Linked DNA regions of Mus musculus: region 2 is linked to region 1. A link is a contact called in public Hi-C data. All regions are on one chromosome and are shown on one strand. Each heading gives the region's core, a stretch centred on a gene start, on an enhancer-like site or on the middle of the called end of the contact. The rest is flanking DNA. Distances are from core to core; before and after follow the strand shown.

The links. A called contact is a pair of places that touch in the nucleus more often than the background predicts.
Region 2: a Hi-C map of the HPC-7 cell line shows a contact between it and region 1, with 3 times the contacts expected there. The contact joins two enhancer-like sites. A contact is called at or near these places in 4 of 484 Hi-C or Micro-C datasets (the HPC-7 cell line, adipose-derived mesenchymal stem cells, cerebral cortex and 1 more).

Annotation. Positions count from the first base shown.
Region 1 is chr16:47,869,811-47,873,427 of GRCm38.p6, forward strand. No RefSeq gene overlaps it. Among named protein-coding and RNA genes, the nearest start is that of Gm52257, 190 kb to the right of the region's middle. Within about 2 kb of position 1,996, at least 2 of the 459 cell types and tissues checked have an H3K27ac peak or open chromatin away from gene starts, as enhancers often do. A contact at or near this core is called in the HPC-7 cell line, where this site is marked.
Region 2 is chr16:48,669,725-48,673,341 of GRCm38.p6, forward strand. No RefSeq gene overlaps it. Among named protein-coding and RNA genes, the nearest start is that of Gm41458, 58 kb to the left of the region's middle. Within about 2 kb of position 1,792, at least 39 of the 459 cell types and tissues checked have an H3K27ac peak or open chromatin away from gene starts, as enhancers often do. A contact at or near this core is called in the HPC-7 cell line, where this site is marked.

The sequences.
Region 1 (3,617 bases), core at 746-3,245:
ATTTAACCAACGCATACATGCAATTTTATCTGCCAATATAAAGAAAGTAATTTGGACTGGAAGCCACTATCTTATAAAAACAAACAAACAAAAACAGTGGTTTGAACAATTAAAAGTTTAATGAGGTTGATCCTTAATTATAAAATTCAATTCCTGCTTTTGGTCCTGGGTTTATACTTTCTGATTTTGTCATTGTTGGCTGCTCTCATATTTATTTTCCCTAATAACTTGCCGTTATACCTCCTCATAGGAGTAGATATGACAACAAAAAAAAATAGCCAACAGTATTTAAAGACATTTCTAAGATGCCAATGACATTTAATATTTGAAATAATATATAAATAATACCCAGCAATGTGTATAATATCTCTGTAACCAAGGAACCAAATAGGTTCTATTCCATTCCCTTTCTATTTATTCAGCAACTGATAGCAAATGACAAGAAATTTTTCTCAAGTGAGCAGATCTATCTATTATATATATATGGCTGATGGAGTAAGAAAAACAATTTTATGTAGCTTTCCTTTGTGGTTTCTAAGAAGGAAAAACGGAGTATTTAAATATGATATTTGAAAAATACAACAACAAATAAACACGATGGGGGTGGGGGGAAGAGAAGCAACCCCATGCTATGGAATGAAGAGACTATAAAACTTTATTTCTGAATAGCAAGAAGAATTTTCTTGGCCTAAAATAAGCTTATGAAATTATATTTAAAGGAAGACTAGAAAGAGAGTCAGGTCACAGTAAACAATTTGTGCCACCCCGTAGGGGAATCAATTTATTGGCTTTCCTCCAAATTCTGTATATCTCCTATGTCTGTACCACAGCTTCCCAGAGACCTTTTATTAGAGTTCTCGGTAGCTCTGGGCACAAATGGGTATCTAATGATTTCCTTGTGGAAGGATCATGCATCCTTGGAGAGAAAGCTAAGTTGGAACTTCTCAGCAACCAACACATTCTTTCCTAAAATAGCAGCTGGCCTGCAGGAGGGAAGAAAATATAGGAAGTCCCCATTGGAGTAGACTGTGTTCTAAAATCTCCAATGGCAAAAATTCCTAATTCATTCTCCATAAAATCCATAATTCCATTAGTAATAATTTACATTCATTAGAGGGATCCTGTGTGAATCAAACTTGCTTAACCCCTGTAACCACGAAATGGTAGTGATGGCAGTATGAGGTTAGTAAATCTAACTCTCCTATTTATCTATCATTTATGACTACTTGTTTCCGGGGAGAATGTGCTGCGAACAAAGTGGATATTGGGGAAAACTGGAAAAAGACAGAGCAGTTTTGATGAAGCAGAGATGGTGGATGCTCTCCGGATTTCTGTGACAACAGGAGACAAAGAATAGGAGAGATCTCTCACATTGCTACTCTTCCTGACAGAGACGGTTGCTAGCTCAGACATGTGTAATTCCTTCTATTTTTGTGCTTAGAAGAAATCTCTTGTGTTTAATACTCCATTGCCACCATCTTGTACTTCTTCAGAGTTCCCATGCATGATGTAGGAAGGCCTGCTAATGCTATTGAAATTCACTGAGTTCTTGCCCGTTATATCATAAAACCTTGTGAAGTAAGACAGATTTTGCTGCCTCTATTTTACAGAAATGCAAACTGAAGTTCAAAGGAGTTAAACTTTTTCCCAGAAAGCTAATCTGTGGGGAGGCTGAGACCTTCAGCCAGGGCTTCAGGCTTCCTGGCAAGGGCTCTTTCCGGTCGCTACTACTGCTTCATGTATTCTGAGCGGTATGAAACGAGGGGTTGCGCAGGTCAGTGGAGCCTCCTTTCTAGGGGACCCACGTTACTAATGATATTTCACCTCAAAGTTTTTGTATGAAAAGATATCGCTGCCAGTTCCTTTTTTCTGCTTCTTAAAAGATTTTACAGTTTGACAATTTAGTCATTATCTAAATCTCGCTGATCCTTATGTGTAAGTGTCCTTTCTTAATTGGCAGGGTCATATCTTGTTTCGCTGTGACGGTTTGACCTCTGTCAGTACACAGATAGGATCTTACTTGCTGCATGTCTGCCTCTCTGGACCTTTTTCTTAGCTTTCAGCTGTAAGAAGAAGGGTTGTTAATTAGGAATCCCATGAGGCATAGCTGAAAGCCTTTCATTGGTGGGTGATAAAGTGTATCTATCCACTAGAATTTGTCTTGGAGCACTGGGTGAAGAGGGGAAGGAGTCGCGAAGATAAGATAGCCTGTTATGAAGATTACAGAAGCCACAGAGAGACAAACGTGGCAGGAATAACCAGGATTCCTCCTTTTGCCCCGAGGATAGATCTGAAGATAGGAGGTTTCTAAAGGTATTCATTTCTAAGTATAAAAGCAGGTTTTAAAATCTCAGTGGATAAGGTTGCTTTTCTCTTTAAGGTGCATTATACATAAAGTATCATATTGAACTCACCAAGGACTCTGGTTTCAGAAAAAGGTCATAGCCTTCCCATCAGGAAATATAACTAAACTTCGGGGCTGAAAAGTAAGGGAGATATTTACCAAAAAGTAGTATATCAAAGACTTAGAACAATCCTTATAAAATATTATATCCCAAAGACACCCTTCAGTTTCAGAAATTGCTGAGTAAATATAATATGCTGCCTTAATAATATATTCTACAGCCTAGCCATGTGCAACACAGTAAGATGAAAGAGCTAGCTAGCACTCCTGAAATATGTCATCTTATTCCTCAGCTTTTAGGGCTTCAAGAATTTATTTAACCTCAATGAAATTATTTGACTTTATGGGAAACTAGTAATAACCACATGCATTTGTTGAGAATAGTTTTATTGTGTGGTATCCAATGGAGTCTGTACTAGAAAGGATTGCTCTTGTGATGATCATTTATCCTCCAAATAAAGTTACCTCATGACCCTTAGCTTGGATTAAAATTCTTGTCCAGTCCAAGTCTACCTTTTGCCCAGCAGCACAGAATCTATATTGCTAATGGCCAAGGATACGGGTAGCTTTCTCACTCCCAGAGCATAGAATCTGAAATTTTAAGTGGAGAACTTTAACTTACATTCGTGCAAACTTCAACACTTGCAGGAAGACAAACAAACAAAAAAATATATTTAAAATTATTCTTGTACCACCTCCTCTTCAACTCCATTCTTCCAACTCCAGTTTCAAGGCCCAATTCCAAAGCAGCCCTGTCCTCAGAGGACCCAGAATTTGAGACAACACTGTGCATTGTGTGAGGGGAGGCACTAAGTACTCTGATTACATGCTGCTTTCAATACAGAGTCATTTCGTGTAAGCTGCAATTAAACATTTACAATTCATTTAAGAGCAGTAAAAGAGACATGGTTTTAAGACATAATTGCAATGTGGGCTTTGCAGGGTTTTTCTTTATATCCAAACATTTGCAATCATGAGATTGATATATAGGAAAAAGCTGCCTTTGGATGAAGAAACTGCTCCATTACTTTACTGAGAGCCACTCTGAGGCTTTTGCTATGGGAAGTTATAAACAACCTTTTTAAGTACTTTGATATAGTATACGGTTTTGTGTTCATATATTGAATCATCATTTTATTTCTATATGTAAATGATAATAACTAGCATTTTGTTTTTCAGACTATAATAATATCAGTGTGGAACTAGGTTGTAT
Region 2 (3,617 bases), core at 542-3,041, 800 kb after region 1:
GCTCTTTTAATTCTTAAGTGTAAAAACATATATACAGACAGATAGACAGACAGACAGACATTTGGATGGATAGATGGATGGATGGGGTAGAGTCCAACCACGACACAATATCACACCATCTTTATTTTCTCTGGCATTTTTTTAATAGACAAAAGTTCTTAGAGAAAATAGCCTCAAAGAAAAATGTCACAGAAAATAGGAGTTACAGAAGGATGTTGATATTAACTTCAAAGCAGAGCTGCATTCTATATGCTCATTATAAGTCCAAAACAACAGTTTCTCATAGCTTTATCTTATCATAGTGCACAACTGTGGCTTCACCCTTGGACCTGCATGCTTTTCCTTGAACACAAATTTGTCCCAAACCTATTCCTCTTTTTAGTATAATTATGAAAGCTCATTGTATTTCTTATTATGCAGCCATTACTTAAGCTCATTGCATTTCTTATTATGCAACCTTTACTTTCTATTATGAGGAGTGGGCACATTCTATTCTTGATTCTAACTTTATTATATCTTTCTAGCAAAACAACTAAGACCATCTTTTAAAATTTTCTTCCTCATATCAAAGAAAAAACTGAGAACTGGGATAAGGGAGGCACCCAGGAATCAATGGGGATGACCTCAGCTGTGACTCACAGCATTGGGGATGTGGAACTTGAAGAGGCCACCTCTTGTAGCCAGGCAGGAACCCCAGTGGAGCAATAGAGACACCAACCCACCCACAAAACTTTTGACCCAAAATTTATTTTGTCTACTAGAAATGCAGGCATGGGGAATGGAACAGAGTCAGAGGGAATGGCCAACCAATAACTGTTCCAACTTGAGACTCGTAAGCCCATGGGTAAGCACCAATCCTTAACACTATTAATGATACTCTTGTTATGCTTGCAGTCATGGCTGTCCTCTGAGAGGCTCCACCTAGCAACTGACTCAGACAGATGCAGGCAACCACAACCAAACTCTGGATGGAGGTTGGAGATTCTTATGAAAGAATAAGAAGGATTTTGGCCCCTAAGGGGATAGGAACTTCACTAGAAAACCAACAGAACCAACTAACCTGGACCCTTGGGGTCTCTCAGAGACTGAACCACCAACCAAAGAACATGTCCTGGCTGAACCTAGGCCTCGCTGCACTTATAGCAGATGTGCAGTTCTGTCTTCATATGGGTCCTGAACAACTGGAGAAGGGGCTATCCCAAAAGCTGTTGCCTGTACATGGGATATGTTCTTCTAGCTGTGCCGCCTTGTCTGGCCTTAGTAGATGTGCCTACCCTCACAGAGACTTGATGTACTAGGTTGGTATTGAAGCATGCAGTGGTCCCAGCTGGGTAAGACCATTGATGGCATTTCTAGTTTGACAGCTTGCTTATCACATTGCAATTTCATGAATGCTAGTCAGCAGGCACGAAGCTTCTAATTCAGGTTCATCTTGATTTTTCTGTGTCCTATGTCCAAAGTGTGTGATGTCTGTAGTATTGAGTCTTCAGATCAAGTTCTGGTGGGCAGCCAAAGGCAACAGCAATAGCTTGCATTATTTCTGGGGCCTCTGGGATCTCCTTGGCTAACATGAACTCATAGGGAATGATAGAACAGCTGGCATTGCAAATGAAATCCCTATTTCAAATAAGCAGCAGAAAATGGCATCATCAAATAGGTAAAAATTGCTGTAGGTTTTGTCCTTGTTTTTGATCTTAAAGGTATAAGAGATTGGAGTAGAGAGAACAGATGATTTCAGAACACCAATGTAAAAAGGTTCAGTTTTTCTATGAGGAAGTGGGGTATATGGGTATTTTAAACAGTGTATGAAATGAAATTTAAGTCATCAAGGCAAGATGTTTGATACTATCAATGGAGCTGCTTCCTGTGCAAAGAAAAATTAGGTAGAGAGTAGCATCCCTGGAAGAAGTATGAGGATTCTGTTGTCCTTAGGGAAAGAACTATCCTGAGAGAAAAGTGTCTACAACCCCAGATAATATGAGCCAGAAGAAGGCAGCAGGGCTTTTTGCTTGCTATCTGGGGTTAATTCTGCACGAGCAAACACAGCTGCTAATAATAGGAGGACAGCGGTTAGAAGGCCCCTTAAGACAAAGAGGTGTGGATTAAAAAGAGAAATGACGCAGGCCTAGAAAAATAGCTCAGTAGTTGAAAACACACTGGTTTTGCAGAGAAACCATATTCACTTCCCATCCCCCATTTTGGACCGCTATCAATCACTTGTGACATTAGCCGCCAGGAAATGTGCTGCCTCTGGCCTCTGTGGGCACCCACAACTCACATGCACAGACCCACACACAGGAACATGATTAAAGTAAATAAATTTAAAGTGCCTATAGAAGAAAAATGATATTCAGACTAGAGCTTAGGTTAAAAAATGGGACTTCTGAACTGGAAGACTATGACAAGAACAGATGTATCACAGTTCCTAAAAGGCACTACAGAATTATGTGTGCTATTATTTCCCCTGGCTTTAAAAATCACATTTTAAGCAAAAATCAATACACACGTAAAACTATGCATGTATATGTATATATGTATTGGAATAGGAGTAAATCACTAAATCCTGTATTTGGGGAATTAAAACTGATAAAGTTTTCTTTAAATGAGAGATTATTAGGGGTGTTTGTGTTGCCTAATGTAAGTGACTGTCTACTTACTTTCCTGTTGCTGTGACAACACACACACCATAAGTGACTTAGGGGAGGAAGGCTTATTTCAGTTCACAGTTCCAGGGTATATCTCTCTGTCATGGTGAGAAAGGCATGGGGCACTTCAGAGTGCCATCTCCCTGGCACCTTACCCATCTAGGAAACAAATAATAAGACTGGAAGCAGGGGCTGGAGAGATGGCTTAGCAGTTAAGAGCACTGACTGTACTTCTAGAGGTCCTGAGTTCAAATCCCAGCAACCACATGGTGGCTCACAACTATCTGTAATGAGATCTGATGCCCTCTTCTGGTGCGTCTGAAGACAGCTACAGTGTACTCACATATAATAAAACTTAAAAAAAAAAATAAAATAAAAGGCTGGAAGCAGGACCATATAATAGCTCTCAAAGTCTGTCCCACAGTGGTGGCCTGAGCCACTGCTGAGGCCCCATGTTCCAAAGGTTTCATAATTTCACAACACAGTGCCATAACCTGTTCAAAGATATACAAGCTTATGTGGGGAGACATTTCACATTCAGCCTATGATGGCGAACCATTACAGGTGTCAATAAGTGATGTTAAAATAGTTTCTGTTGGATAGAGACAGTCCTGTGACACAGAGGATCAAAGTGAGGAAGTAATAAAGACAGAAAGTCAATATTTGCTTAAGTAGAAGAGGATTGACAGCCGTGAAGCATGCAAAGGAGAAGCCACTGCAGAGGAAATTGTCTGGTCACATTTGTACAATCCAAAGCATGTAGACCTCAAATACATTTAAAAAAAGCCCCCCCCTTTAAAAAATACTTATTTAGTGGTGTGTGTGTGTGTGTGTGTGTAAATGGGATGTGTGTTTGTGTATGTGTGTTTGTGTGTGTGTGAGTGCAGGTGGTGTGTGTGTGCAGGTGGGATGTGTGTTTGTGTGTGTGTGTGCAGGTGGGATGTGTGTGTGTGTGTGTGCAGGTGGGATGTG